3 separate regions of the Zea mays genome follow, and all the other regions are linked to region 2. A link is a contact called in public Hi-C data. All regions are on one chromosome and are shown on one strand. The core of a region is the stretch at or near the end of the contact, and the rest is flanking DNA. Distances in the headings are between cores, read along the strand shown.

Region 1 (3,782 bases), core at 1,097-3,596, 230 kb after region 2:
GTGTGGGATAGATATCCCTCGGGTCCTCACGAACACACAAATGTGTCATGGGCCGCCTGATGGGCCTCCCGACGGTTTGCCTTGCGAGACAGGCCAACATGCTACAACCAGATTGGGCAAACTTGATCCAATAAGACAAAGACTGGGCATCCGAGTTATGCGTCGACCGAAGCGCTGATATCTCGGGTGATGAAGTTGCACACACTCGAAGAGCTATACATTCGGCGCTAACTCGACTAAGGAAGTGATTGAACTCTAGATAAGCAGGACTACATGGCACGATAAAGGAGGAGATAAGTAGAATAGATAGTGATCACAACTTGTAAAGGGATAATTCTCTGGTCGTGTATATAAGGTCAAGGGAGACTCCTACAAAATCATATCATCTCATGCCATCACACACCAGCCCTCATCAACAACCCTGAGCGCCATCACAGCTCACTTGTAATCCTCATACTCCAGAGAAATTTCAGTACACGGCCTCAACATGAAGTAGGGTGTTATGCATTCTAGCAGTCCGAACCTTTATAAATCCTTGTACAAGTATGACGTGCTCCTGCACGTACCATCGAGTCACAGTCAACGACACCTCCCTACCCAAAAGCATCACGTGGGTAACCTTGTGGTGCGCGGTCGGTTACAAACACCAACACATATGATCCTGTAAGGGTACTATCGTCTTTTCCTTTGTAGACGTGCTGATAAGGTCTTTAGGCTTTCTCTCTCGTTTACTTGCTCTTGCACGCTCAGATCATTGGGCCGAAGCTTCCTAGCTTCGGCTTTACGTGTACACCACTCAAACGAAGGCTCTAAACAAAGCTCAACTTCTTTTACTGCTTTGAAAAATCTAAAATAGACTTGAAAACCATTGATGTCTTAGTGTTTTGAAGAGCTTCGACAGTGAGGGCCCCCAACATATGTGCTAAATATTAGCAAGGTGCTAAAGTTTAGCACACCTTGAGGAGCTAAACTGCTATTGAATGCTAAAGTTTAACACTTCACTTTTAGCATCTTTTAGCACTCATGTTTTGATCTCTAAGGCTGTCTGCAACGGAGAGCGCTGAGCAGCCCCCTCCCCTTCGTAGCGGCTGCAGCTCTCTCCCTTGACCGCGCAACGCTGCCCCATACAAGCCACTCTTTGAGCCGGCCCTCTTCTCTCTCACCCTCAATCTAGCGTTTCACTGTTCACCCCCTACGACACTGTGCTGTGGGTCCACGAGTAATTGTTAGTGGATAAAAAATTGATAGTAGATATAGAAAATGATATTTTATAGTTGTAGTGGGGTATAGGGAGAGTATTTAGGGGGAACCGCTGCGGGAGATGAAAAAATAGAGAGAAAAATAGGGGGAAAAAGTGATATAGGGGGAAAAATTTAGGGGTAACGGTTGCGGATAGCCTAAGTGCTAAAGTTTAGCTAAAACTATAGTGTTGGGGGAATGCCGTTGTCGAAGGTTCTTAAAACTAATAGTTCTAAAATGTTTTAAGAGTAACTAGCCCGTGTTTGCTGAAGTATGTCAACACATGTAAAAAAGAAGTGGAAGAAGCTTTGGTTCAGGCGCTATACCAAAGCTTGTCGTCGAAGCTGGAACCGCTTACTCGATAATGAAGAAGGGCAGTACGTCTGCTGTCCTCAGTAGTTTCCGTAGCTATATGTATATAGTTAAAGGCTATGGTTGTAATTTCATACAAAGTTGTATACCGAGCGTCCCTATAAACAGGTGAACAATACTTATGCAGAGGGGCCTTATTTTACGTCGCACCGATCAGCTCCGGCTCCGAAGATGAGTTTGCCTTTACCCACATGTTAACTCCGTCTCTGAAGATGAGTTTGCCTTTACCCACATGTTAGTGCTTATATCTTTGAAGGTATAATTATATTCACTTATAATAAGAATAAGATAATACGAATAACACAATAACCAAGATTTCTCTTGAGTATGCTCATGTGTTTTTTAATTCCATTAAAGTTTTAATCTTAAGAACCTTCACCTCATTAGTTTATGTTCGAAGCTGAAGATAAATTGAGGGGAAGAAGGTTCCTTATTCTCAATTACGTTGACTTGTTCTGATGTCTTTCATAAATCAGAGTGACCAATAAACTTGACTATGGATCCAAACATACCCTAATAAATTGCTAGCACCTAAAGAAGATCCCACAAACCTTTATGACGGGCAGTTTTAAATCACGGCTTGAGAGAGGACAGCAGAGCTGGGTGGATCCGAGGATGCACACCGGATCACACTCCTCCATCTAGGCAGCCACACCCGTCGATGGGGCCATCCAACGGTCAGGGCCCCGCCCGCGGCGATTATCTCTCTCTTTCTTTTTCTCGTGGGTTCCGCTACGTCGCTCACTTTCCTTCCTTTCCACCAGCCACCCGCCCCTCCCAGAAAAACGCCGCAACCCCTCTCTCATTTTCTTCCTCGTCTACACCTCCTTCTCTCCTCCTCGATACATTCGAGCACGCCCGGACGCGGTCAGAAGGGAGAAAGCAGCAAGCGGCGCCGGGTTCCCCCTCCCTTCGTCGCCCCCGATCGACGCCGATCGGGGCCGACTGCTCGTGGGGGACGCCGACCGAAGCCCGGGCGGCGCTGCTTCGTACGTTTCTCTCGTTCTTCCTCCTGGCCTTTTCTTCCTGTTGCCTGGCGTCGGGTAGGTCGGTTGGTAGGTGGATAGGGTTGAGCTTGTGGGCCAGGGGTCCGGGGGATGTGGATTGATGGGGCTGGGCTGGGGCGTGGTCTCGTGGGAGCTGAGATCCGCGGAATATTTTGGGGGCGGATCCTTGTGGTGTTTTTTTTTCTGCGGAACTCCTGGACTATTGGATGGGAATTTCGTCGATTTGAACATTTATGGTTAGGGTTACGGTTTCGTGGTGAAAACATCACTTATCCTAGAAGGAATGGAGTAGAAATGAGAGTTTTACTGTGAGATGGATGTGCAAAGATGGAGTACTTCCATGGATTGGAATTCTGTAGCACTACCATGGTTCGTTTATATTTGGTGCAAATGATGAGACCACCACGAAACGAATAGTCATTGGCTTGTCATCAGTGAACAACCTGTAATGAATAGTCATTGGCTTGTCATCAGTGAACAGCCTGTTTGAGAGTGCATCTCTCTACAATAGGGTTAGATACTTATCAAATGATTTGTACGTTCGTGCAGAACCCACTGTTTGGTGTTAAAGCTGGTAACCCTATTCTTTTGGTAATCATATGCTTATGCTGTGATGTTAGGTTCTGATATAGTGATATTCTCTCTTTATGTTGTTTCCGAACAAAGGTATTTGACTTGTTATGTTTTTTTGCCAGAATATACGGAAGCAGTTTCTAGTTTTCTTCAGTTCGCCGCTGCAGTTTCTAGTTTCCAGCGGTTCCCACCAGTTGTCTAATAACTTATTGTTGTTGTACGTGAGGTATGTATATCATTGGCTGCCTACATTATTTCTTTAACAACCACCACATTATTTTTGTTTGAGTATAAACTGCAAATGTAACTCTGATTACGTGTACTGTGACTGTTTTCTTAATATTCCATCTTTATGTTTTATTAAGGATTCCCAATGATGCAGCTGTTCAGTTCAGACATAATTTACTTTAGTTTGCATTTGCTTATTTTGATAAATGGTGAATTGCGATGCTGATTCTTTTCTAATTACCAAAATTATTCTTTTGTCGTATTTGCCAGGTTGCTTTTGTCGTATTTGCCAGGTTGCTTTTGTTGTATTTGCCAGGTTGACACACTTGGTGTTGTAAATCATTGCTATTTTTGGGTCATGAC
Region 2 (4,018 bases), core at 881-3,380:
AATCAACTCCTATCACCTAATGCAGCATATAAGTGATAAAAATTTTAAAACCGCAAGGAGATGGCAAATGCACCGGGGCTTGCCTGGGATAAACACTAAGTCAGTGTTGTTAGATGACGGCCACTTGACGATCAACTTTCGTTTTGACACCCGCTTAGTCCATCCATCTTCAGGCTCATTGGCCGACATCGTCTTGTGGGTTGTTTTGATCCACACCCTTTGCTTCGCACGATTTTCAGCTAGCGTACCTAATTAGATGTACAATGCACATGTATGAACATGAGAACTAGTACAAAATTATATGAAGTTACATGGTATAGGATTAAAAATTGTCTAGCAAAGCATTACAAGCAAGCATAAGTAATCACTAGATACATTAACTCACACAACAAGCATGATCTTCTAATCAATCAAACCTAACTTAAACACCAAACAATCGTGAACCATGTATGGATCCTCTTTAACTAGAACATACACCAAACGATTACCATAATTTAAACTTATTAGCCTTGGGCATCTACAGCTTCGAATTTGAATAGAAATACTTTAACTAACTTTTTAAACTATTTCATCGGATTAACTAGCATAGCGCACGAGCTAAATAACACATCACACTATTTGTCCTAGCAAGTAGAGCATCATCAAATATTACATAATCTCATTTGACTATAACCTAGAAGCAAAAGACTTTAAGCGCCTAAATGCACTTCCCACTATATAGCTCTCGGGTTACAACTAGAATAAACCTATTGATGCTATTTGCTTCCAACTAATAAGGATAATGAGGAACATTTATTCAAGATGATTAACTTAAGCGACCAATCTCCATTTATGATATTTACTCAATCAACAACCATAGAACATGATAATTACTAAAACAAAGCATCACTTCACCAATTAAGAATTAGCTAAACTTACTTAGCCAAACAATAATAACTTCAAACCAACAATTTAATACTTGCAGAATTTTTAGACAGCAGCACAGCGGTTAATTGTTTTATTCATAACTCATAAAATATGCATCTAAAAATAGTAAACTAGGACTTTCTCGAAAGCTTAGAAAGTCCTATATAACTCTTATATTATCATCACAACATGATTCGACAGTTTGAAAGAATTTGATACACAGATTAGGAACCAGATCCGATTTAAAGAATTAGAGTTTGGGCAAGACGTCGATGGCTCAACTCAAACGATATTGGATTCAATGTTTCGAAAGATTACTAAAGTCTGAATTTTTGTAAAATAATTTAGGACAATTTAAACAGATGGAGACAGACACGATATTAAAATTGCGATAGATAAAGACGATTAAAATTTAGTGTACATTTTATTCACCACTATCACATTTTAAAGTCTGCACTCGTGATCAAGCAGACGAAGCTGTATGTTCTTGCTGGAAGGCACCGACACCCGAGCCCCACTACTTCTCTCCATGTGCGCCCGACTCACGCCTCTTGCTGGAAGGCGGCCCCAACGACTCAGCCGCACAACAGCCCCTTCACCTTCGCGCGCGGGGTGGACGTTGCCATAACTAGCGCGCGATGACCCCGGGCTCCAGCTGGCTCAACGGCTCTCCAACCGACTCATCTGCTTGGAAGATAAAAGCCTCCCCAGGGTCTCGCCCGCACCGTCATATTCCCATCGCTGTGAGCCGAGAGGGGAGATTCATGCTGTCGCATCCGTGTCTTGCGTCCAAAGCCGCCGGTGGCCTAAGGATTGCTCGTGGAGGTTCACCAGCAGCCGGGTACCGTGCTCAGGAGGGTAATTGAGCGTAGAGTCATCGAGACTAGAGGAATTTCTTATCGGTGGTCGTTGGGCTCGGCGGATTTTTCCCTCCCCGTGGGTAGAACGCGTCACACCACCGTCGGCAATAAGAAAATTCCTAGATGAATCCGCATTACCCTCCTCTTCAATTCCAGGTCATTAGAGGAATCCGGGAGGGCCTGGGGGCCAAATCGACTCAACACCGGTGAGGCGCTGCCGCAGTTGGGTGTGCGCGGCCGTGCTTCGCCACCGGGAGGGAGGAGATGATCTCTCGGTCGTCCATCCTAGTTTGGGAGGTGGAGATTAGACGTCTCAATACCCCTTCGCGCAGTTAAATCTGAGGCGTCGATCGGGTGATATGCGATTGGGGTTGGGCTCCGTTTAGTTAAAAATCGCATCCACCGATCTCCAATCAGATGGCAGATATGTCATACCGGTTCGCTGATCGTGCAACCTGATCTGGGCCGCAGATCATCGATCCAACAGTTGGGATACAAAGATACCTGTTCAGCCTAGCGGGTTTTCATAAGAGCCCTACATTTTTGACTTATCAACCCACCGTCCGGTGATAACTATAAGGAAATACATTTAAGTCCTGGAATTTATGAATCTAACCTTGAGCTTCTGGTAATTAGGACCTGCAGCCCAGGGATTAAATAAATCATGTAAATTATTATAGAAAATGGTTTCATGTATAGAAATAATTCCATAATCTTGTTAAATTCATAATTAATTCATTTTAACTCCTTTTGGATGCATTCCAGTTGCATTAAACTCATATTAATATTGTTTATCATCTAGTAACCTTATTTTATTATGAAACATATGGTTAAAATTATGCACTTAATTTGTTTTATGTCTAACACTTAAACCTTTAGAAAATCATAACTCTTTAACCGTATCTCCGATTTTAGTGGTTCTCGAACCTATGATCTCGTAGCAACGCATAGATCATTATTCTGTAGTTTGTGATAATGTTTGTTGTGATGTTAATTTCTCCTATACCATGTTTGTTTTTCTTGTTGTGAGTAGACAAGCAAGTAGCTGAGGAGCCCAGTACTCAGCAGGTGGAAAATACTGAGTAGAAGCTTGTTGAAGGCAAGTTGTGCCCTTGATCACTTTTCTTTACCCAATAATATTATAGTTAATTACTATGGCATGCTCAGGATTAATTTTTATGGGACCCAATAGGTTACCCTAGTTTGGTCTACTTTACACCTTGATCACCACTGAACTTTTTGGGTAGTATCTGCTATTGCTCTATGTCGCACCCGGATTTAAGGGGAAAACCCGGTTGCATCTCATATGTGCGCCAAAGAAGAATAACACATATAATGACCAAGTTTATAGAGATAAATGTCACAAACTTTATTACATAGTGGAAGTGTCTTACAAAAATAAATGTTAAAAAATAAAGCAAACTAATATCAATTCCTTGGTGCCATTAAGCTGACTGGAAGACGCCACCTAGACCTCATCAAACTCCTCATAATAGTCCTCCTCCTGGGCCACCTGCTCTTCACATATGGGGTTTATATATCGCAAGGATGAGCTCACAAAAGTTCATCGCTCAACAAGTGTGGGGAATAATGTGCATGAGCTCACCAAAAGTGGGGTCATGTGAAGTGTAAGACTGATCAACAAATAATGGTTAAAGTTGAGCATAACTTTTAATAAGTTGGTCAAATTTTATTAGCAATTACTAAGTTGAAGTATATACCATCCCAAAGTAATAATAGATCAAAATTAATAATAAAACCACAATGTGATGCATATGATAAATTAAGTTTACTTCCATAATTAATCACGTGAGTGTCCGAGCCGCTCATGACCGTGAGCACGACTAATATACCAGTTTTACACTCTGCAGAGGTTGCACATCTTTACCCACATGTCGTGTTACCCATTTGCCAAGGGTCTAGAAATACCATTCATCTCTACCGAGGAGACAAGGCAGGGTAGCGCTACAAGGCCTTTCCAAAGTTCCACTAGTTCGAGAAAACATGCTACGGATTCAGGAAGAAGGAAGCATAGGAATCCCTCGTCTGAAAAGCTAAACAGACAGTCCGACCCGAGAACCTCCCTATACTCTGTAGCGACGCCTCCCCGCTTGCCTAATTACATGGCCAAGGGTGTCCCATTCCACCCTTGTGGTAGCACTGTTTTCCCGGGTGGTTCTCCATGTTCCAATTAACACAATAATCTTATCATGAACACTAAATAATCAACAGTAATAATAAAGAATGATCAT
Region 3 (4,036 bases), core at 426-2,925, 150 kb before region 2:
GTTTAGTAGCTGAGTGCCATAGAGTTAGGTAGCTGGGTGATCTCCCCTTTCTCTCTTCAATCTGTCTATGCTTACCCTTTTCTATCTATACTTTTTCCTCTTGCACCTGTCCGATTGGCATTCTACAACCTCTTTTAATCAGTCAAGATCAGAGTCGGTATCACCTTCACCAAGTGTGTATCAACGCTCCTGTTAAGGGGGTTAGCCGCTAACCCCAATGAAGACAATGCGATCAACATCAACCAACAAGATCAGAGCGGCGCAACGAAAGCGTGTGTGGGTCCTAACCCACAGGTCCAAGAGATCCTCAAGAATTGCATCATGGGGTCGTGAACATCTAAAGGTCAAAGCAACCGGTCCATAAGTTAAGCTTGCAGAGTCAAAGTCAACTCAAGCAAGTCGTAAACAACCAATGAACCAATCTCATTTTCTTGTTAGCCTCTCCTTGAATCTCGAGGGCGAGATTCTATTAAGGGGGTTAGATTTGTAACACCCTGAATTTGAGGGTATAAAATTTCTTTTCCTAATACTCACCAAATTCAGTTGTTACCCTCTCTTTTCCTTGCTTTTCTATTCTTTTACCTAAATAGTGAAGAGTTATTTTGTTTTATATAATTGTAAGCCGAGTAAAATAAAACCCAAAAGGGTCATGATTGTTGCACGACACGCTGGGTCATCTTTTCTTTTTGTATGTTGATTTATTCTAGTTGTGCATTCACGTAATCCGCAAATTTGTGTTTTGAAGTTGAATTCAAAAGAAAATAGCATAAATAGAAGATAGAAAACAAGAGCAAGAAATAATGAAAATAAAACCCGCGCTTCCCAATCCTCCCTGCGGCCTAGCTTCCAGCGCGGCCCAGCTCCCAGCCCGCACCGCGCCGCTCCCCGCGTGGCCCGCCTGCGCGTCCGCGGCCCAGTCGCCACAGCCGCCCTAGGGCATGGTCGCGCGCTACAGCTGATCGGTGGGGCCCATGCGACCCTGTTTCATCTTCTCCCAACCGTCGCTCCCGCACGTCCTACGCCCAGCCGCCACTCACGTCGCCTCTTGCCTTGCCAAAACCGCCATCCACCCTCCTCTCTCTTTTCCCACGCCAAAACCATCGCAACGCCTTGCCTCGTGACCGGAGGCCTCGACGCCGTGCCCAGCATCCCCTTCCTGGAGCCTCGACTGTGCGCGTTCGGAGCTCGCCGTTGAGCCTCGTCGACATCCCCGTTCGCGACGTCCGGCGTTACCAGGGTCAGTACTCTGGTCTCCCTAACCCCTTCTTCTCTGGCCTTCTTCATTTGCACGCCATGGCACTTGGGCGAACCCCCTGCGCGCGAGCATTCCCTAGCCGAGGCCCGTCGGCGATGCTCTAGCCCTTCCCCTCTGCTGCACACGCTAGGTGTGGCCAGGGCCCATCCACCAGCACGGCTCGCCCAGCCCCGACCCTGTGCTGACCATGTCCGCTACCATGGCTCTCCAGCTCCAGCCTCGACCTCGCCCCATGGGCCGAGCCATGCACCTGCTGCGTCGTCCGGCGCCAGCGCGAGCATGCTGCGTGTGCCCCGGCCTCGGCTCCGGCGAGCCGCGCGCCGCCCTAACCGACGACGGCAAGTTCGCCTCACATCCTGTGCCTGCTTGCGCCGTTCGTGCTGATGCGGGAAGAAGAAAGATGGAGAGAAGAACTACCGTGTGGGGCCCACCCGCATGCAGCATGTAACACCCCCACGCTCGATCCGATTTTGCGTTCAATAGAGAAGAAAGAAAAACGCGCTTCGTCCATTGACTGCAAGTGGATGGCGCTAGCCACATACGCACTCGCACAACCTCCTTGCATCCCACATCTGAGCAACCGTTAAGCACATGCAGGTTGAAGAAAATAAAACTACTACTGGGCCCATCTATATACATGCATGCAACCGAGAACAACCCAGAGAAATTGTCTCCCCAATCATGGTCACGTGTCTCCATCTAGCCACGAGATGGCATTTTGTTTTATAAAGCCCACACCGGATCTCGTGGACCTTCTGCGTCTGAGCCCTGTATGGTCATCCGTGTGACTAAGTTTCAGCCGATCAGTCTGTGACATGTCGATAATCCATGATTTAGTAATTAATCCATATTTCTTGCGTTAATTACTCGTTTCGATCTGTTTCAGTGGCGTTAGTTTTGTAATAATGTCGTGTACACGTTAAAATATAGTTTTACCGTAACACATTTTATAGTTAATTATATTTAATTATTATTAGGTTGTCTGATGGTAATTAAAATAGCGATTCAATTGAAACTAAGTTATCGTTTTAATTTGCGAGCAATTCGTGTGTTGTCTTGCGCACGTATTGTTCGCCCACTTCGTCGCGCATCTTCGTGTGTGGTCGTGCGTGTCGTGCGTGCTGCCTCATGCGCGTCGTCACGTGTCATTAGCGTGTGCGGTTCACACGCATTGCCACACATCGTTTGCGTGCGTCGCGTGTGCCATTTACACGTGTCGCTTGCGTTGCCGCGCGTCGTTAGCACGTACCTCGTGTGTCGATCACGTGGGTTGCGCGGCGTCTGCGCGTGATAATAAATTGTTTTGTCTTATAAACACTCATGTTAATAATGTAAATTTGTCAGGTCATATATTTTAGATAATTAACTTTAGGTTCGCTCGATTAATATTTATTAGATTAATATTCGAACTAGATTAAATGTGTAGTGTTCCACTTGAGCTTTTATAATAAATATTAACATGGCAAATATTAACTTAACTACTTTCTATTCATTTAACATTTGTTTAGTATAAACGTGTCACCTATCTAGTTTTCTTACCTATCGCGCGTGCTGTTCCGCACGTGGTGGCGTGCTCATTCGCGCTGGTCGCGCGCGCTGTTTCGTGTGTCGTCAGCGTGCTATCCGCGCGTCGTTTGCACGATGTCATGTTGTTTCGCGCGTCGTAATTTCTCCTTGCTTAGAATCTCTCATGCTAATTATATTAATTATTTATTTGACAGTTGTTAGTGTAGCAAATTAATCGAAACTAAATGGTAGATATTATTTATATTTGATAATGTCGAATCAAATGTTATAGTTAATATATGTTTAGAGTGAACGCGATATCTTCTTGACCGTAGCTTCGAGTTCGACGTTTCTTTTTCCTCGCGTGACCGTAGTAACGCGCTCTATTTCGTTTTGCATGTTTTATTATGTTTTTATCTAAATGGTGTAATGTTCTCATGTATATGTATATGTGTTTGTTTGTTTGTGCCTATTTGTGTTCGATATGCGTCGCGAATAGATTGCGATTCATTTCCGAGCATCAAGGGATTGAAGGTCAAGCTTTGGTGACCAAGTGGTCTAGCTCTTCGAGTTCTACAAAGTTGAAGACCCTGAGCATCTGTTTGGTGAAGGCAAGTGTCCTCTGACCCATTATGTCCTATCTATTTATAATTCACTGTCCCGCACTACTTAATTGAAACCTAAGGATGGACTAGTTTTGTATTTACCTCGTCCTTGATTACCTTTTGGGTTATTATGGTTAGCTTCATGCTATTGCTTTACTATAATCAATGAACATGCTGTGAATATTTATGATACGATGATGTTATCCTGATGAGGATATTGTGATACTTTAGGGGGCTCGGGCTGTTTCTCGAGTGCCTCTCCGTAAGGACCTGTTCGTTGAGAGACCACCTGGGATAACAGTGCAACCATGAGGGTGAAATGGGATGCCCTTAGCTAATTAATTAGAGGAACTAGAGGTGTAGTTGCTTCGCCGTCGTGCCATTAATGGGGTCCAGGCACAGTGCTTGCTCTGCCGAGGCTGAGTGTAGAGGTTCTTTCGTTTTGCTTTTGTTAGTCACCCTCCTGCGGGGAGAGGTACTGTGTTTATCAAACTGGAGAAACCTAACGGGCGGCTATGACCACTAGGGAATCTTTGTAAAAGCTACGTAGTGATACCCTGCCAGACCACCTAGGAAGTGATCAATGGGGAGTCATGATCCCCGGGCAAAACGGGAATCACGGCTCATGGGTAAAGTGTGCGACCTCTGCAGAGGGTTAGAAACTGATATA

The links. A called contact is a pair of places that touch in the nucleus more often than the background predicts.
Region 1: a contact with region 2 is called in a Hi-C map of ear, with 1.8 times the contacts expected there. The contact joins the promoter of LOC100280669 here to the enhancer-like site in region 2. A contact is called at or near these places in 3 of 25 Hi-C or Micro-C datasets (ear, leaf mesophyll and tassel).
Region 3: a contact with region 2 is called in a Hi-C map of bundle sheath, with 3 times the contacts expected there. The contact joins two enhancer-like sites. A contact is called at or near these places in 4 of 25 Hi-C or Micro-C datasets (bundle sheath, ear, endosperm and 1 more).

The regions. Positions count from the first base shown.
Region 1 is chr2:101,680,967-101,684,748 of Zm-B73-REFERENCE-NAM-5.0, forward strand. It overlaps LOC100280669, which reads left to right and starts at 2,347. Exons shown (of 7, transcript NM_001408112.1): 1 at 2,347-2,600; 2 at 3,314-3,417.
Region 2 is chr2:101,449,666-101,453,683 of Zm-B73-REFERENCE-NAM-5.0, forward strand. No RefSeq gene overlaps it. Among protein-coding and RNA genes, the nearest start is that of LOC109944242, 160 kb to the left of the region's middle. Within about 2 kb of position 2,131, at least 16 of the 20 cell types and tissues checked have an H3K27ac peak or open chromatin away from gene starts, as enhancers often do. A contact at or near this core is called in bundle sheath, ear, leaf and 2 more, where this site is marked.
Region 3 is chr2:101,302,391-101,306,426 of Zm-B73-REFERENCE-NAM-5.0, forward strand. No RefSeq gene overlaps it. Among protein-coding and RNA genes, the nearest start is that of LOC109944242, 16 kb to the left of the region's middle. Within about 2 kb of position 1,676, at least 18 of the 20 cell types and tissues checked have an H3K27ac peak or open chromatin away from gene starts, as enhancers often do. A contact at or near this core is called in bundle sheath, ear and leaf, where this site is marked.